2 separate regions of the Ovis aries genome follow, and region 1 is linked to region 2. The links are chromatin contacts, called in public Hi-C maps. All regions are on one chromosome and are shown on one strand. Each heading gives the region's core, a stretch centred on a gene start, on an enhancer-like site or on the middle of the called end of the contact. The rest is flanking DNA. Distances are from core to core; before and after follow the strand shown. Region 1 overlaps DIAPH1 (diaphanous related formin 1). Region 2 overlaps DIAPH1 (diaphanous related formin 1).

Region 1 (3,147 bases), core at 182-2,681, 56 kb after region 2:
GATAGTGGGGAGACAGATAAACAGCATGCCAGTTGAACAGCTGTTTATCCCTGCCCAAAGGTAACCAGATTTCTATCACTGACCTCTTAGCCAAAACAAATATCCATCTGCAAAATCACACAGAACTGGACAGTAACAGATGTGCAAGCTGTCAAGAAGAATGGAGCAAACTCGGAGAAATGGATAAACCTGAAGGTCAAGAACAAGGCCAGACAGAATTCCAAATCTATAAGAACCTAGTGCTGAGAGTCAGCAAGAAAAGGGCACACAGAAGTGTGAAAGGGTGGCAGAAAAGCAGTGTTCAGAATCTGGGCACTTTACAAGCAATCTGCTCATCCAGACAATAATACAGCCACTGAGCTTCTCACAGATACTTTCCCAGCACACCCAGGACAGTGACTCAGCAAGGGTGTGCTAACAACCAGACCAGCTTCAGAGATGTCGCTGGGCAGGGGCTAGAAGGACGGGCACTGTCCCAAGCAAGTCAGCAAAAGAGTAGGACAGGTTTATGCAAGGAAACAGGAGGGTGAGAGGGCAGGAGAAAAGGCATCAAATTAAGGTACTAGGAATAAAGACTTCTCCTTTCTTAAAAAAAAATGAATCAGGATCTAAATAAGGGGTTGACATATTTTTACATTCTCTTTTAACCTGTATGTTCCCTTCCATCTCCTTTTCTCTCCTGAGAGTCATCTGTTAAAGAGATCAGGACACTGGTCACTGATGAAAGGTGAAGAGCACTGGCACAGGGCCAGGATGGTGCCCAGCAGAGGGTACCTCAGCCTTTTCTAACATTCCTGCCTTCTTGCCCCTCCTGTCAGTAATGCTAAATTTCAGAGCACAAAAGACCTGGGGTAAAATTCTGGCTTGGTATTTACTTGCTATGAGCTCTCAGTAAACAAAGGACATAGTCATATCTGTCAGTTATAAAATGAAGATGATACCTATTTGGCAGCATTGTTTCAATAATCAGAAAGAATAGGTGATGAGCCTCTGTCACAGTATCTGACATTAAATACATATTCTGGGATAAAATGGAATGAGAAGATAAGATAGCTTCATCTTTTTCTAGGTGCTGGGAGCAGTTTTAGTCTTTGCCCAGCCTCACCCCCTCTTACTGCTGCCCTCAACCTAAATACAGAGTAAACTGCAGACTTCTAAGCCATTCTCTGTAACAAAGGATCCTAGAAATATCCTCCATTTTATTTTGGGTTTTGGGAGGGGAAGTAACGGGATAAAAGCATAACAAATAGAACAGATGGAATGAACACCCAGCCCCCAGCCTGAATCTGCAGATGCAGCTGCTGGTTTTCGTCACACTGCTGTTTTTTTCCTTTCTTTGTTCCTAAGGTGGAAGCCAGGATAGGGTGGGGACGAGGGGGGAGAAGGGGTGGGGATGAGGACAGGACCGTCATCAGTTACAGAAAGTCACCTGATGGTCTCCTCCAATCCCTGGTTTCTGACCTCACAATATGGAACCTGAGCCAAAATGGCTCAACTGCGCACACCCCGTGGCTGAAAAGAAAAATGCAAGCAGAGCAGGAGGAAAGCAAGCCGAATAGGAAAAGGGAGATTTGGAAGGATTTGAGCAGTTTTTCTTGCAAAGAAGAAATTTAAACACACAGACAGGCAGACAGAAGAGTGTCTAATCTTCTCATCTAACAGATCCAAGAGAAAACAAATCGTGACTTTTAGAACAGAGCTGGAATCACTGTGGGATTAGGAGAGAAGAATGGCCATTCCATCTTGTAGATGAGGGGCTACCAATGCCCTTCTGTTGACTGGTGTTCTGGGGTTCCCTTACCCAGGGGGGTGCACAAAAGAACAGTCTTTAAAAGTTGTAGTCTGACTTTTCAAAGAGAAGCAGGCTAGGATTACTAGGGAGAATGAAGTAAAAGATGCTGTTACCTGCTTCACAGAACTGGATAATAGAGCTCCAATGTCTTTGCAGGGATTCATTTATTAGGTCCAAATACTTCTAAAAACCTCATTTTCACACATCCTGGCCACTAGCAAATTTCTTTTTTAACCCTTTCTTCTCCTATTATAAAAATAAGTTGACCATAGTACAGAAAAGTTGAAGTGAAAAAAACCCAGCACCCTAACAAAATCTATTACAATATTTTGATACATTTCCTTTCAGACTTTTATTTCTGCGTTTTTTCCCTGTAAAACACAACTGCAATAAGGGTTGTATATGACTGTTTCCTGCTTTTTCCCACGTAACACTCTATCATGAGCATTCTTCCATGTTGCTCCAAAGGCAATGGGCCAGAGTCATAAAATGGGACAGTTACAGGGTATTAAGCTCTACAGGAATTTTCTCCAGAACAAAAACTACATAGGAAGGCCATGCCTTTTCACGGGTAGTGACACAAAGCTCTGCTCCTGCTCCAGTGAAGCAGCCAGAGGTCTGGAGGGCCCTTAGCAGAAATTCTCAAGTCTCTCTTCCCCACACCATATTGGCTGTAATATGAACTGTTGTGTCTTCAGAGTTGGTGTGGGTAACTAAGTTCAGTTGCTATATGAAGTTAGGCAAGAAAAGCAGGGAGAAGAAAATAGCACACGTGCACACTAAGATGCAGTGAGATCAAAAGGGTTACTCCAGGGACTGTTCCAAAAACGGACGGAGTATTTCATTACTGTACATATTTCTGTCTTATTGTAGTATTTTATTATAAAAGTGACAACTAAAAAGTTTTAAATTTACAGTTTTTTTAAATGAGAAAGATCTCTACGTACTAATAAGAAAAATCTCTAGGATACAGGAGCAAGGCATAGAAGAGTACAGATAGCACTTTTGGTAAAGGCAGAGAAGATAAAAATCTGTATTAGTATGTGCTACAAAGGCAGTTTTCAAAACCACTGAAAGAAACTAATAAAATGGCTACTTCTCGGGAGTTCCCTGTTTCAATCCCTGCTCAGACAACTAGGATCCCACAAGCTGTGCACCTCAGCCAGGGACAGAGAAAGGTTGAGATGGATGAATACTAGGAAGGGAATGAGACTTTTAAAAATATCATCTTGACTTCTGAAGTACCTATATTGTTTGCATAGAAAATGAGGTAATACAAAAGCAGAAATAAAAGCCCCAGAAGAAACATTCTATAGTGAAGATACCCTTGGTACTCCCTGAAAACTAGTATGTCC
Region 2 (3,383 bases), core at 799-3,298:
TCTCTCATGTACAGGGCAGCCTGGCAGCCAGCGGTGGGCTGAGCTTCCAGCACCGGTGGGTTTGAACTGGCCTTGTGGTCCAAGGCAGCTCTGAGCAGGATTGGGACAGGTCCCCTGGAGAGGTCAGAGGGGCCTCTGTGGGTGCTGGGTACTCCAGAGGTGCTGCTGGTGGAAGGATCCCTGTGGCCCCAGTAAGGAGGGAGGGGCCCGCTCCGCTATTTTTGGTCCCTGGGTTGGGAAGGACGAGAGCTAGAGCAGGGACCAAGTGGACAGAAAGTGTCAGCCTGAGATCAGGGCTTCTCCACAGGGCCCCCCTTGCCCCAGCGGCCCCAGCCCTTCACCTTGCCAGGTGCCATTCCTTCTCTGTGAAGGCCACTGCCCAGGCCCCCAGTCCGCCCCCTCGTGGCCAGAGCCTGGTTAAAGTCCCCCAGTGCCTCCTTGTGCATAGACCTTCCTCTGCTCACCCCTCTGCCCCTGGGGTCCCGCTCACCCAGCGGGGCTTCTCAAGAACCCCACTCCAGCCCTTACTTAGTATAGAAACCCCCTCCCTCTTGCGGCTGGTGTAGAATAACCAATAGTGTATAGTGCGGCGTATTTTTCCGTGATGGCGAGCGGGCGGCGGGCTCCAAGCAGCCGTCCGTCCCCGAACCCGCCCGCGGCGGCCCGTGCTGTGTTTTGTGCTGTGTCCACGCGCTGCGGCGCCCCCTTCCCGCGTACTGACTCCTCTAAGCGCTTCTCTTTGCATAGTCACGTAGCTCCCGACCCCGCCCCCTTCCTGTGTCTCACGCAAGTTTTATACTCTAATATTTATATGGCTTTTTTTCTTTGAAAAATTAAAAGGTTTCTTCTGAAAGGTGGGCTGTTTCTGTGTAAGAGATGAGGGCTCCTGGTGTGTATGGATGGAGTGATGAGCTCGGAGTAGTATGCTGGAAGAGCAGGATCGGGAGGCGATGATTGCGTTGCGTCTCGGTTTTTGTCGCTGCCTGAGTATCTGTGTATAATTGTTAAATGCGGCTGTGTATGCGTGCAGCATGATTGTGCACATATAATCGGTGTCTGATTGACCGTAATGGTGCCTGTGGGACTGTACCGTGTGTGTGTAATCGGCTTCGGGTCCGCAGTGGAGGAGGGATTTCTGAGCGCGACGTGGCAGTGCGCAGTTGTCTGTCTGCCGCTGTCTCCAGGCAGAAGAGCAGACTCGTGCGAGGGGGCGGCGCGCGCTGAACAGAGCTGGAGCGGGGGCTGTGGACGCTTCCTGAGTTCCGCCTCTTCCCTGCTCAAGTGACCACCCTGAGCGCCCTCCCGGCTGCTCGGGAGGAGGGTGGACTCTCCTTTGCCCACCCTCCCCCCCACGTCAGGGGGCTTGGGAATGCCACGAGGGTGGGAGGGAGGGAATGCCAGAGGCCCAGTGTATAGCTTGCGCCTGTTTTTCCATCTGGAATTCACATTCTAGGTTACTCTGTAGCAAAGCCATGGAAACGGCAGGGTTCGCCGCTTCCTTACGTGTGTGCAGGAAAGGGGGAGGGGGCGTCCAGGGGACAGAGGGCACGCCGGACATTGGATTGCCCGCAGACCAAACGGCCTCCCTTCTTCTCTCGGCGCTTTCACTACTGGCCTAGCCCACCTCCCGCCTCCTCCAAGGAAAGAGAGATTGGAGGTTGCTGCCGCCAAAGCTGCAGGCAACAGAGTGGGAGGAAAGGCCAGAAGGCGCGGAAGGATAGAAAGACCCACTAGGGTTATGAGGCAAAGTCGGTGAGGGCAAGGGCATGCCCAGCGGCGGGGTGGGGGTGGCTGTCTCTGGACATCCTGTGTGCTTTCCTGTAGTGGGTCAGGCGTCTGCGAGCGCCTGAAGTCCGTTGTCATGGAAACCGAGCCTTCCACATAAGCTTCTGGGGGCAGCCTTCTTGCGGGGGAGGAAGGGTGGTGTGCGCGTCCTAAGATGGAAGCAGGGTTGTTTCTGAGAGCCAGGCTGCAGAGGGCGGGGTGTCGGTCGCCTGGGTTCTATTCCAGGCACGGCAGGAGACTGGCAGAGCAGAGCATGTGAGCAGCTGTGGTTGGTCCCGATTGGTGAGTGTGCCTGTGCGGCCTAAGCCAGAAATGTGCGGCCTCCAAGGGTAGGGAGGAAGGATGCAGGGAGCCCGCCTCCACATCCCCAGCCATCCTGAAGAGGTAGCTGCCCAGGCTGCAGGGCTACTTAATGAGGCTTTTAGTTCCAGAGCTGTCCAAATGGCCTCGTGTCCTCTCCAAGCCCCTCCTTGTCTATCCTGGGTCTGGGCTGTAAGGTTTCTTTGTGCAGGCCACTGCGTGCTCAAACAAGTCTGAGCATCAAGACGTCTGTCTTTTGACCTCTGCTGGGCAGGCTCAGGTTTCCTGAGCCCCAGCCGGGAAGGTGGTCTGTGGCCACCAAGTGTGTCTGCAGGGAGAGGAATGTGGGAGAACATCAGTCACAGGCTTCCCTTAGCAAGAGAGGCCCAGGAACTGCCAGGAAACTGCAGGTGAAGTCTGGAGTCATGGGGAGGTGGGGATGGGGTCCCAGAAAAGGGCTGAGCTAAAAGGCATCAGTGCAGAAGGGCAGGGGCTGAACTGGGGCCCCACTCCCTTACAGAGACAGCCAGCCCTGCACCCAGCCAGCACATGAAGGTGCCACCACCCTTCTGATGATTTGTCAAGTCAGTCACAGGCTTGAGGCAGGACAACTGGGGAGGAGCCTGGATGACAGTGAAAAGAGTGCAGAAACTCACAAAGGAAGCTGTGAGGCAGTACTGTTTCAATGCTTTATTAACAGTTGGAAACAAACCCAACAAACTGGAGGTGATGACATCCCAGAAGCCCAAGAGGCAAGGGAAACAGGTTTGCATTTTGTCCCTTTATTGTTATTATTAAACACATCTTAGCAAAAGTAGATTAAAAAAGAAAGGGTCAAAGCCCCAGATGTCAGCAGGGAGGAGGGGATTGAGGAGAGTAGCAGGACCCCCTGATCATAGTCCTCCCAGCACTAGCTCAGGGGGGCTGCTGGTGCCCCTTTGGAGACAGGCTCTAGCAACCAGAACCCTTCTGCCCAGCCTCAAGGCCTCCCTGGGGGCGCCTGAGGTCTCCTAAGCTCCCCTTGCTCTAAGAACTATACTTTGGGGCCAGGCTTTTCCAGTGCCATTCTCACCCCCTACCTGGGAGTGGGAAGCTGAGAGGAGCACAGAAGGGCAAAGTGTTACCTTTAGCCAGAGGATCTGAGCTTCCTGTGGCTGTGGCCACTGAAGCATGTGGCCTTCCCACTGCTGAAGAGAGAGAGAACAGGGTGGGGCGTCCCTGGGCCCACTTCTCCAGAGCGTCCAGTTAGCATCTGCACATTTGGCTTGATAAATATATTAAATTTATAAAAATTCTTT

What was found. Hi-C and Micro-C count contacts between places; a contact is called where the count stands out from the background.
Region 1: a Hi-C map of hypothalamus shows a contact between it and region 2, with 4 times the contacts expected there. The contact joins two enhancer-like sites. A contact is called at or near these places in 4 of 16 Hi-C or Micro-C datasets (hypothalamus, liver, muscle and 1 more).

Annotation. Positions count from the first base shown.
Region 1 is chr5:50,307,935-50,311,081 of ARS-UI_Ramb_v3.0, forward strand. The region is part of intron 19 of DIAPH1 (diaphanous related formin 1); the gene reads right to left. Among named protein-coding and RNA genes, the nearest start is that of DIAPH1, 62 kb to the right of the region's middle. Within about 2 kb of position 1,432, at least 38 of the 54 cell types and tissues checked have an H3K27ac peak or open chromatin away from gene starts, as enhancers often do. A contact at or near this core is called in hypothalamus, where this site is marked.
Region 2 is chr5:50,251,188-50,254,570 of ARS-UI_Ramb_v3.0, forward strand. It overlaps DIAPH1 (diaphanous related formin 1), which reads right to left. Exons shown (of 29, transcript XM_060415855.1): 29 at 2,761-3,383. LOC101105495 (protocadherin gamma-C4) reads left to right here. Exons shown (of 4, transcript XM_027970335.2): 4 at 1-853. Among named protein-coding and RNA genes, the nearest start is that of DIAPH1, 120 kb to the right of the region's middle. Within about 2 kb of position 2,049, at least 19 of the 54 cell types and tissues checked have an H3K27ac peak or open chromatin away from gene starts, as enhancers often do. A contact at or near this core is called in hypothalamus, where this site is marked.